Linked DNA regions of Anser cygnoides: region 1 is linked to region 2. A link is a contact called in public Hi-C data. All regions are on one chromosome and are shown on one strand. The core of a region is the stretch at or near the end of the contact, and the rest is flanking DNA. Distances in the headings are between cores, read along the strand shown.

Evidence for each region. A called contact is a pair of places that touch in the nucleus more often than the background predicts.
Region 1: a contact with region 2 is called in a Hi-C map of liver, with 4 times the contacts expected there. The contact joins the enhancer-like site here to the promoter of MRPL48 in region 2. A contact is called at or near these places in 2 of 7 Hi-C or Micro-C datasets (both in liver).

The regions. Positions count from the first base shown.
Region 1 is chr1:211,576,548-211,582,826 of Taihu_goose_T2T_genome, reverse strand. The region is part of intron 1 of SLCO2B1 (solute carrier organic anion transporter family member 2B1); the gene reads left to right. Among named protein-coding and RNA genes, the nearest start is that of SLCO2B1, 4.5 kb to the left of the region's middle. Within about 2 kb of position 4,221, at least 2 of the 3 cell types and tissues checked have open chromatin away from gene starts, as enhancers often do. A contact at or near this core is called in liver, where this site is marked.
Region 2 is chr1:211,130,105-211,136,209 of Taihu_goose_T2T_genome, reverse strand. It overlaps MRPL48 (mitochondrial ribosomal protein L48), which reads right to left and starts at 4,586. Exons shown (of 8, transcript XM_048047981.2): 1 at 4,395-4,586; 2 at 3,468-3,520; 3 at 3,080-3,117; 4 at 2,014-2,099; 5 at 1,098-1,270. The coding sequence starts at 4,415.

The DNA of each region.
Region 1 (6,279 bases), core at 2,972-5,471, 450 kb before region 2:
TGTCCAGCCACGGAAGCTGTAAAACCTGTTACCCCTCCCGTGCTGAGCTGGTTTCTTTTTGCTCAAGAGGCACGTGATACACCTCGAGGATGAACCCTGGAATCCCTCTGGTGCTTTTGGGGAAGTTCTGCTCTCCAAAAGGGCATACGGCTCCTCTCGTCACACCTGGTGTGTCCGAGGCAGCTCTCACAGCGAGCACCGCTTTGCAGCAGCACCGCGGGCTTTCTCCAGCAAGCAAATCACAAATAAAACCCTGCTTCTCCCCATCTTCTTCACGGTGGAGGAGCTGGAGCAGAACCTGGAGCTAGGAAATGGGTGGGATTTCCGTACCGTGATGTTTTCAGGTCCTGCTGCTTCGTGTCCAACCCAGGCAGGCTCCAAACCATGCGCTGCTGCTCTTAGTGCTCCAGGTCCACGGTGAGAAGCAAAATGCCAGTCAAGGACATTGGAGTAAATCAAAGGACAAGGGCAAATAAGACAAAGAGAGATGCTCAGGGCTGGTTGTGAGCAGCTGGGCAGCACCAAGGCTACCCAGCAATACAAAGAGGCCAGGGCTGAGCTGCTTCAGGAGCTTATCAGAATCCACGTCTATATTTCATCCCACCGGCCGTGTGTGATAACCCCCTGGAGCATCCATCTGAGGCAGCTCGCCCCGTGGTCGCTGGTACAGCTCCAGCGGGCGATGGAGCATCCTTTATCTGAGCTCCCATCAGGATATGATTTCTCACCACTGGTCCAAGCCATATTGATCTGTTCTCAAGGGCTTTTTATCAGCTGTCTGCAGAAATTTCATGACCACGTGTTGTGTTTTTTTTTTTTTTTTTCCACTCTCTGCCCTGCACTGATCTATGGTGTCCTGTGCTCAGATGGAAGACGTCAGAAAGGTGAAAAGCAGGAGAAGAAACATCTTCCCTTGCTGTGCCCATGTGTCGGGCCTACTTGTGGCACCCTTCTGCTTTGCAATTCCCTGAAACGCAGCCATGCTGAAAGGCCGTGCAGCCTTGTTTGCAGAGGCCCCCCCCCCCCAAAACCTTGCTGTGCTTTGGACAGTTTGCTCCAAAAGCCGGTGAAGGGCTGTAAGGGAAACTGCTGGCACTAAGCTGGTTGTGAGAGCCCAGCTGGTTCCCATCGTCCTGGCTGTATTGGGTGTGATTTAGTTGTTTCGCAACGTGCTCTAATTCCTCTTCAGCTCCCCATTTTCTCCTATTCTTCCATTTTTCTCGCTTTTGGTTCCCTGGCTCTGAAACACCTCGTCCTGGCTCCCCTTAGCACTCCCAACCCAGCCGTGTTGGGATGCGGGGCGTGCTGCCTCTTCTGTGACATCCAGGGATCTCTGGGACCCTGCTTGGGCCAAAACAGGAGCCCAAATTCCCCTCTGCAGCTCCTGGCTCCCGGTTTGGTCCTGGTGCCTCCGTGGTGCTGGTCCATCCGCTCTTGCTGCAGTTTGGCAGCACGTCCTGGATTCATCCTGCACCTGCTGCATGTGCCACGTCCTGAGCCACCCACGGATCAAATACTTGGTGTCTTGAGCCTTTACCTCACTAAACGTGGACTTGAGGAGTGGCTGGGGAGCCTCATGACTCACCTTGGGACCCGTCATTAAGCTCCAGGCTTTGGAAAATGCTAATTTTGAAACTGAAATCATAGAATCACAGAATGTTAAGCAGCACCGGTCCCAACACCGACCCCTGAGGAACACCACTCGTTGCTGATCTCCACCTGGACATTGAGCTGCTGACCACAGCTTTTCGAGAGCAACCATCCAGCTGATGGAGCCGTGGTGTTACAATGCTGCAGAGCAGCATCAATGCAGGGAATTTCTGGCTTGAATCGTGATTCAAACAATGCAGTCCTACCTGTGATGGTGCTTGGCTCCTGACCAGCCACGAATGACCCACGGAGGAGATGAATTTGAGCTGAAAACCTGTGCCCTGGAGGCAGCCAAGCTGAGACGTGGCCGCATGCTGCTGTCGAGGCTGCTCTGGTGTGAGGAGCCCTCTCGGACCCTTCGGGCACGTCCAGGCACTCAAACCCAGGCTGAGCTTTTTTTCTCTTGGGCAATGCTCCCAGCACTTATGGAATCATGGAATCAGGTTCGGAAAGACCTTCAAGGTCACCAAGCCCAACCACCAAGCTGACCTACCGAGTCCCATCACCAAACCGTGCCCCTCAGTGCCACGTCCTCGTGTCTCTGAAATGCCCCCAGGGATGGGGACTCCACCACCTCCCTGGCCCAGTGCTCCACCACCCTCTCCTTGAAGAAATTCTCCCAAATGCTCAGTCCAAACCTCGCCTGGCACCACCTGGAACCAGAGGAGCTCTGCTTCTTGAGTTTGCCCAAAATATTATTTTTTTTTCCCCTTCCCTGGCTGGTTCTAGCACTCAGTTGCTGCACCGGGCTGGGGCTGCCCTCGCCACCAGCCCTGCCTTGCTCCAACCCTTGCTCCTCGTCCCATCATTGCCCCATGATATCACCCACAGCGTTTCCTCCTGGGTATTTATAAGCAGCTCCTCTCAGCCTGTCTTTTGCTGGCTAAGGACATTTCTCACTTCTCCTAAGCTCCACTCTCACTTCCCTGTTCTTGTCGTAGCAGCATTTCCCTGCTGATGAATCCCTCTGGCATGTGGGTGGCCGGTGCCATTCCCCCTAAGCCACTCTTACTGCAATCTCCCCAGAAGCTGGGTTTGCTTTGGTGGCTAATCCATGAGGAATGGGACCAGCTGGAAGGAGAAAGGAGCTTCTCTTGAACGGGCTAAGTCAGGGGGTAGGGAGCAAGTGAGCTGGCGTGTAGGTGCTCCTCGTGCAGCTCAGCATTGGGCTTCAAATCCACAACCAGTGATGGACACTTTGGGGTCACTTTTAGGAGTTATAGATAATACACAGCAGATGATATCTGGATTGCTCGTAGAAGACTGCTCCAGGGAACCCTTGCTCATGCTCATGCATATATGAGGTGTGAGGTTTTGCAGCATCTCCAGCTTTTTCTTCTGCAATAGCTTCCCCTTTGAAAAGCCGAGTTTTCTCATCGGAACTTGTCTGCATCTGGCAGATCCAGAGCCCCTCTGGATGCTGGCTTTTTCTCGCTTTCACGCATTTCCTCCAGATGCTCCTTGCAAATAGAAATAAATACTCAGCTCTTTAGAAGTAAATACTCAGCAAAACTCCAGCCTTTTTCTCGGTCTTTCCTTCTGCCCAAGCCTCAGAGAAGTCCAGGGCTTCAATCAGAAATATATAAATGGTTTAAAAAACCCAAATTAGGAAAACTCTGGCTTGGGATCACCTTCCTCCAGCCTGCTGTCGGCAGGTGTTTCTCTGCAGACTCGGGCACTGTGTTTGCAGAAGGAAAGGCAGCTCCCTGGTGGGAAAGGATTTTCACACCTCACTCCTTGTCTTTCCTCCTACCCTTGGGTCTCCAGCTGCTTGGAGGAGGGTGTGTTTCCTTGCTAAGCACACAGGAGGTGGTGTTAAAATAGAAAATCCCCAGCCAGGACACCAGACATCACCGTGCTGTGGCACATACCACATCTGTTTGTCTCCCTGTAAGGGACTGCAAAGCATCTTTGCTGTCTGGCACGATCCAGATGAGAGGATCGATTATTCAACATGCTGCCTAAAACCTTCCAGGGAACAAGTTAAACATGAAAAGCCTTGTGTGGTGGTTGCCTTGCGTGTCCTTGAGCTGATCTGCACTCACCCCGGTAAAACCGCCAGCACAAACAAATGCAGAGTTCACGTGGCTGGCGGTTGCAATAAGCAAGGGCAGGAGCTGCGGCGAGGCTCAACGAGGCTTCGGTTTTTGCACGGAGCAGGAGAGCTTGGGAAGCAGCAGGAGCGTGGTGGCAGCGGGGGGCTGCAGGGTCCTGACCCAGATGCTCCAGAGCCCTTGAAGATGAAACCCTGCGAGGGGCGGCTCTGATTGCACATGGCCTCATCGTTGATGTAATTTGCTGAGGTTGGAGATCTCAGCTGCAAGGCCTCCCCTCTCCTGCTGCAGCCTCTGCATTCCCTTCCCTCTGCTCTGCGGTGCCTTCCCCTCTCGCAGGTGATGGTTCCACCTCAGCCCACGCAATGGAAACTCTCTCGGTCCTGAGGTTGTGACGGTGGTGCTCACAACCACAAAAGTCTCGTGGGGACAGTCCCTGCCCTGCGCAGGGGTGATGTGCTGCCTCTGGCAAGCTGCGGGAATATCCGCATCCTCTCTGAGAAGCAGCCACCCATAACAGGCAGACCCCCCCTGCATCTTTTGGGGTGGCATGGAGGGTGCCACACTGCAGTCAGGACTTTTCTCCCTGGAGGTGGGGTGAGCACTCCCGTCTCCGTTTCGGTACGGCCAGGCGAGCTCCAAGCCCTTCCCCACGCCTTGCAGTGCTGGGGCAGGTGAGGAGCCTCCAAAAAGGCTCCAGCATCCCCTTGTCACAAACCTGGGGACCTGGGTGTCACCCTGTTCAGGTCAGAGGGGGATGGGGATGGGTCCTGGAACCTGCCTGGTCCCTCAGCACCCCTGGTCATGTCTCAGCTTTCAGCACAGATTTTCTGTTTGTTCTTCTAAATTCTGTACTTCTTAGTAACACGTTTCCTTTTATCTTTGATTCTGGGGTGCTCTCTGCCATGTGTCACCCCTGACACATCCCATTACAAGAATCACTGGGCTGGGCTGATCTCATTTTCACTTTCTTTTAGCTCGGTGGTGCAAGATGGATGCAGCTTTGGGGCGCAGCCACACATCCGTTTCCTCCCTCGGTCTTGTTCCAAGGAGGGGACGATGTGTACACAATGCCTTTTCCTCATGCTGTGTTATAAAACGTCTTCCCACCCACATTTTCTGAACCAGCTTCCCGTCTAACACAGGCACACTCACAAGCACACTGACACTGTTCCTGTTTTACCACTGCTGAGTGTAAATTGTCTAGAAATTCAGCAGTAAGAAGACAAATAACGGGATATTTGCTGGCATTTGGTCTCCCCGCTGGGCTTTAATTTGCTGTGTTGCATTTGCCGTTATTTACTGAAGCTCTGCCGAGCCCAGTGCATGCTGTCCCTCGTTCAGCTAACAAGAGCTGTGCCGCTATGAATAAAGGCATTAGGACAGGGTCATGTCCCCAGGAGCAGGACGTGACTGGGGTGTCACCGACCTTGTCCCCTGCTGTCACAGCCAGGATCATTGTGCAACTCCCAGAGAAATCAGTCGTGTTTGGGAGGTTTGGGGGTACTTCTGCTGCCCTGGTGTCAAAAAATGGTTGGTTTGGGGATAGAGGGAACATCTTAAGCCGTGCTGCAGAGGTCTATGAGATAACCTAAGGAAGCTCGGTACAGATGGGGCTTAATCCCCGACCACAGCCCCCTGCATCACAATGCTTGAGGTTGGAGGCACCTCTGGCTCCTTCTGGTCCAATGCCCTGCTCGAGGAGGGACAACCAGAGCCACGTTGGCTTTTGAAGATCTCCAAGGGGGAGACCCCAGCACGTCTCTGGGCAGGCTCCACAACCACTCTGCAGGTCTCTGGGGCTGGTGATGAGGTGTTGGGCAAGCAAGGCTGTAATTAATTGCAATTTTGTGGGTTCTGAGGACAAACCCTTCATTCAAAGCTGGAAGACTATCAGCTGATGGATCTGCCCATCAGACCTGCTCACACTTGCACCTCGCTGGTCTCCTGAACCCTGCTGCTGAGCATGGAAAGTCCCTGCATGCTTCATGGAAGGAGCAAATTTCTTGCGAGTCTACTTGCAGGCACATGAGGAAGCAATTTTCTGCTTCGTCAAGGCACAGCGCTGGTTTGAAGGTCTTCGTGTGAGGGCCAGCAACATCATCTGTGGTGATAGATCCTGCCACCTCTGCTGTCACCCTGGGTCCTTGCAGTGGTTTAATCTCCCTGGAAAATGAGTTTCACACTCCCGTGATTTGGGGGAGAAAAGGGGAAATGTGCCACTGAGAGCTCCAACGGAGAAGCCTTTGGTACAATAAATATCTCACTGGGCTGAGATAGCAGCTCTGCAGTGTGCTGGGGGTGCAAACGTGTGCAGGGGCTGTGCATGAGAGCAGCTGCAGGCACAGGCACGGCTCCTTCAGACAGCCTCCAGACAGCATCCCCTGCTCGCAAACAGCATTACGTGACACTCATTAAGCTCACCATATAAACATAGCTTGTTGTGCAAACACAGCTCAGGATAACTAATTGAGATAGGTGGGATGGCTGTGTTTGTAAACGGTGCTGGTGTTCTGCATGCACAGCATCTGCCAGAGCCTCCTCCAGCAGACCCGGGGCTGTTTCTTTCATTGCA
Region 2 (6,105 bases), core at 3,337-5,836:
TTCTGCCTACACTGAACTTCGCACATCGAGTCCGGCCTCAGAGGGCACAGGCACGAGGCGAGGCGAAGACACTTCACGCTGGAAGTGCTTTCAGTGGCCTGAGGCTGGGGGATTTCCCTGATTTTCCCTTTCAAGCACATCACCACGGACGGCGCTAGAATTTCTTCAGAGTTGCTGCGTATCCCTCTTGATAGATGCCTGGGAGACGCTGACGTGCCTCAGCTTTTAGTGCACGAGGTGTCACAGAGAGACCCCAAACAAGCGATCTGTGAATTCCGGATTTCAGATCCACGTCTGTCAGTTCAGCACAGTGGATGAACAGGAAGAAAAATGACTTTTTGGTCTTTTTTAACCAGCACGAAGCCTGAACCACCGCTTATACTCAGAGGTACACCTGAAGAGGACATTTCAAGTAACTGCCACTAGTATTTTTACTTCCTTACAACAACATAGCGTTTCTCTCGGTGACTACAGTTCCTCAGATGCACTGCAGAAGCCAAGAAGCTCTGTAACACTCTTCGAACTCACTCAAACCACCAAAGCTGCCATCAGGGGTGCACCTGCTACAGAGATCTGCTGTGCAACAGAAGCATCCTTTACTAAGGCACCCGCTACTGAGCTAACGTTGCGGGTAGCTCTCCCAAAACCTTCACCCTGGGTTTCCCAAGCTCACGCTGGTTTGTTTAGCACCACTTGCTTGTTGCACGACGTACGTGCAGAGGGACGAGCCTGGATGAAACGCTACAAAGAAAAAAAAACAGCAGCGGAAGTCAGCAATATTTATGCCCGCGTTCCTGGGCTCAGCACCCCCACGCTTTAGCTTTTCTCTCAGAGGAATGAAGCTACACTTCTTCCCTGAGGTTTGTTCAGTGCCTGAACAGTTCTGTTTCAGCCTCCCATAAATAAAAAAACTCCACAGACAAACAAGAGAGCTAGCAGAGAACACCGGGCAGATGACATAAGGTTTGGATTTGTACGTGGGAATCTATCACAAGGATCATCTCGTGCCCTTTGCCACAAGGCGTCGTCATCTACAAGCCTCACGACGCACCGCGATTGCGCGGGATGACAAACGCACAGAGCCACGTCCTTTGTACCTTTCGCTCACTCTGACGGAGAACTGGTTGCAGAGTTTGTGCACATACTGAGCAAAACGCTCCACGAGACACATATCATAGGAAGTCAGCTGGATATTGACATCCCCGTACTCATACTCGGTCCCAGCATTTATCTCTTTCATCTGTACTTTATCCTTTTTCCTCTTTGGAACCTGTATTAAGGAAAAAAATAAATAAGAAAGCGTCTTTTTTCTGAACGCGGCTGGAAATAAAACACATTAACCCTTGCCAAACACAGGAGACTGCCCTACTCTCATCTGACAAAGGTTTGCTGAACTGTGCTGAACACATCACAGCCCATCTGTGCTCGCTTTCCCTAGCTATAAAACCGGGCTGACATTATCTTAGCAGATGTTCTCAAGTTGAGCAGTTCAGCTCTTGGATGGCAGAACCACAGAAGCCGCAGAAAAAATACGTGCCTACCATGATTAATTTCTTCTTCCAGGAGACACCAAAGATGAGAAAACAAACTGCTTTCATTTCAGCTCCCGCCTCCGAGGCAGCTCCCTGGATGAGTTATCGTTACCTCATTTTGCAAAAAAAAACTGTCCTCCTTCCAAATTTCAGGGAATGTAAAAAGTTTAAATGCAAATAAGAGCTGCTCACAACGCTCGGCAACGATCTGAAGTTGGTTTGTCAACTTCATCATCAGGAAGACCTTCCTCCCTCCCGGGCTACTCGTTAATTTAAACAGGAGCGTGGTGGACAAAAGAAAGTATTTGGGCAGCATTGTACTTCATAACAGTTTCTACTGAGAGATGTAGCGGTAAACTGTTACCTGCCTCCTTTTTAATACCGTTCACCAGCCACGGATTTAATAATATCAACGTTTTAATCAGCCTGTAAATAGACGGGTCGGTGAAAGCAAGAAGAGTAAGGGAGTTTTTATGCCTACCTCCTTCGGGAGTAGATGTTTATACTTCCCAATGCCATGTGTAGGACGGGATTTGTACTGTCTGTGGCAGCTCACGAGGGCACCACCTTAAAATCAAAGCAGAGCAAACACGTTTTCTGCCAAACAGCACACATCCCCTCTTGGAACAAACAGCCACGGGTGCTTCACAAGCCCAGAATCCTTGCTGGGGACAAGGATTTCTCCTTAGTTCTTTGAGGGAAGGCAAAGGCAGACCAAGGCTTCAGCGGTCTCTACCCCACGCGAGCAGCCCGTGTAGCCCATCAGGCTTGCTACAATTCACAGTCGGTTACGGGGAGCAACCCGTAAGGGAGGTAGAGATTAAAAGTGACTCATTTCCCAGGCAAATTCTCAAGCAAACAAAACGAAAAAAAAAAAAAGAGGCAGGCTTGTCAGCACCAGTGGATGGTGAGGATCCTAATGAAACGTTGCATCTGTCTCCTCTTACGTGACAGCAGCGATGTTGTTATGATGGATCTGAGCCCGCTTAATTTTAAATCCAGCCTGTTCAAATATTCATATGCTAGGAAGCCAAATCAAAATGGCATCAGCTTTTATTTATACTTCCTTCTCCAGAGTAAAATGAAACCCTCCACAGCTTTCATTTTAATAAACGAAGCTCAGAACAGCAAAGAGAAGCTGAGCACCAAGGATCTAAGCCACTTGGTTACACTTTGCCTCCATGTCAAAATCAAATTCTACTTCAAATTTAAACAGAGGACTCCACCAGCTCAACAAATGTTAAAGTGGAACCTCCTGTGGGTATAACTCACTTCCTGGGCAGCAGTAGAGCAACAGGGGCTGGCTGGTGCCACCCTGCAGCGTAACGCCATGAACAGGAGCATCTGCCCAGCCAAGAAAGGGGAAACAGGAGAAAAGGTTAGGGGAAAAAAAAGGTATAGGTGGAAGCGCAACAGCACGCGCTGGGGTTATTTAACCAGCCAAAATGTGACTGACAAAAAAAAATCAAAAGGAGACGTGAACACTCAAATGTGAAATATTTATGTAGATAAAGTTTGTCTTGCATGGGATTGATGAGAAGCCTTACCTGCAGCACACAGACGGCTTTCTCGGGGTGTTGCTGCTCTGTAGGAAACAAGACAATTATTATCTGTAGGAAACAAGATAATCATTAAAACTCCAATCTCACACAGCTATGGAAACGCTACATATCTGGCCGATCTCCGCAAAGCCTCAAATCCATCAGCCACGGATCAGATCCTGCTATCAGAGACTCTCTCCTGTCCTCATCCTAGAGGTCTTTCACCTCCCTGATTTCAGCTGAAAGTCTTCCCTCCACAATCAGAAAACTTTCCTTATCAAGAAGTACTTTTTAAAATCGCGTATGTCTTCTGACCCAGTCTGTAGCAGCGATCAAGTGTTCTTAACCCCTTATGCTGTGTTTTGTTTAACAGATTTGATTTCAAACCACTCACCTGCTAAGAGCGAACACCTGCTTCAGCAGCATTCCCTTCTTCAGGCACAGCACCTGCACCGCAGTCACAAAGCAAGCTCGGTGAATTTTCAGCGGCGCCTCCCAGAACATACCCCTCGAAACAACACCCCAAACCCTCCGAACGCGCCAACAAACCTCCCGATCCACCCACGGCTACCGCTCCCCACAACACCACCGCCACGCAGAGGGAAGTGACAAAGGAGGAGGGTGATGGTGACTACGACGAGGTTCTCCCGCACCCCCCTCACCTTCCTTTGAAGGAGTCGGGGTTGGAGATCCTCCTCCCTGCGGTTACAGATCCCACTCGCCCCTCGCACCGCCCCAACGTCTCCGGGCTACAACGGTCACGCGAACAACCCTTGCGCTTGCCCCAGCTCCGCGCGGACCAGCGACAACGCAGCTCGGCCATGGCGGAGCGAAAAAGGGAGCGTTGCTCTGCCGTCACCACAGCCCTGGTGGGCTGCATCTGGTTGACACCCTCGCCTCGCCACCAGAGAGATACGGCGTGGGGAGGACCGGAGAGCTGAAGGGTCCCCGATGGTGGTGACAGGGCTGGGGGCTGTCCTGGACCCTGTGGCACTGGGGTGGTCCCTGGGCTCCCAGGGAGGGGTGGGGAGGCCCTACACCTCCAGACCCATCACCAGTAACAGAATCTGGGCCTGTCACAGAATCATTAAGGTTGGAAAAGCTCTCCAAGATCATCTGGCCCAACACCCCCCTACCACCACTGTCCCCCACCAAACCATGTCCCCAAGCACCACGTCCAGCCTTGCCTTGAACACCCCCAGGGACGGGGACTCCACCACCTCCCTGGGCAACCCGTCCCAACGCCTGACGGCCCTTTCTGAGAAGAAATGTCTCCTCATTTCTCCTAATTTCCGACCTAATCCACCTCCCACCCCATTACCTTGGACCCCGCCGCGCTCATCCCCACAGAGCCGCGTCCGCCGCCCAAAGCGCTCCCCCCGCACCCCGCGGCCCCCGCCCCGCGTTCCGCCGCCTGTCCCCTTTCCTTTTGGGGCGTTATAGGGCGAAACCCCGGCGGTGGGGGAGCCGCAGGGGGATGGAGGAGGGATGGCGGCAGGCAGCGGGGGCTGCGTGGGGAAAATGTCTGCTTGTGCTGACGGGGGAGGGCAGAGACCGCCATAACGGGCATTTGTACAGCGCAGGAGCAAACAGGGGACACTCCTGCTGCGTAGAAGGGAAAACACACTATCCCTGTCCCTATCTTTGTCCCTGTTTTTGTCTCTGTCCCTGTCTTTGTCTTTGTTCCTATCCCTGTCTTTGTCCCTATCCCTGTCCTTGCCCCCACACCAGGGCCAGCGCAGCGCACCCAACCCTGCCCGCTCGCCGCTTCGCCTCGCTACCCGCCGCCCGCCCCCGCGGTCTGATTGGCCCTCCTCCTCGCTTCTTGCAGCGTGATTGGCCTTCCCCTCTCTTCTCGCAATCCGATTGGTTCTCTGCTGTGTCCATCAATACCAGCCGGACGCCGTTGCGTCGCGGCTCGGCGGCCATGTTGAGTGTGGCACGCTGAGCGCAGCCAGCCAGGCCCCGCCCCAGCGCCGAGCGGCGGCCATCTTGAGTGTGGCCCGCGCGGCGGCGGCCATGTTAGGGCGGCGCAGGGGCGCTGTGAGGGGAGCGGGGCTGTGGGGCTGGCAGCCATGGGGTCGTCCCTGTCAGCCCTCAGGCGGCCCAGCTCCGTCCCCTCCGGCTGTAGGATCACAGCCAGCACCCAGCAGGCTCCCCCCAGGCTCCTTCTCCTGCCTGAAGGGCGCTTGGGGTCGTCCTGGGCTGAGGGGATGCTCCTAAAGCTATCGGGGGCAGCCCTGCTGCCCAGAGCACAGAAAAGTTTTATTTTTAGTGCTTGCAGAGGCAGGACCGGACCTTAGCCCTTAGTAAACATCCACGTAGCAGTTACAGGGTCAGCTGTGTCCACGCTGGCAGGAGGCCAGGGGCCTCGAGCCTGAAGGAGGAGGATTGAACGGCACTGGGGGCCTGCAGCAGGCACGCGTGTGGCCTGTGGGAGAAATAAACACGATTTTATTTTTTTTTGAAGCAGGGTGCTCTGCTGAGGTAAATCCTGCCTTACTGCCCGCACTTTTACCCCTGTTTCTGTCCCTCTCAAGGCAATTCCCTAAAATATTTTAAATGGAAAGAGTGGGGCTGGCAGGAGCCTCTCTGATTTATATATAATGCCTGTTTATCGCTGAGGGGAGGTAGGCGAGGAGGTCTGCCTGGAAAAAACAACACAGTCACACCTTGATTCCTCTTAAACAACAGCAAAGAAAGGTATCAGCTCCTTACAGTTTAATGGAACTGAAGAGACCCTCGCAGGGTCTTGGCTGTCCCTGGCACCCTTCTTAGCCCTCTGCTGCTCCTCTTTTTCACCAACCCAAACCTTAATTTCCCCGAAGCTCTTCCCCACACTTCAACCTGGCCCCAATTTCCCCGTTCTTGCCTGGCAGACGCTCCTGGGGCTGAGCCCCCATCTCAGCGCCCTCCCTCCCGGGCAGCAGCTGCCTGGCAGCGTGGTTTCAGGGCAGGATTTAAAGCCCCGCGGACCGATCGCTGCCCCGATCGCTTTTGGCTGGAGCTGGCAGGGCTCCTGATGGACTTTC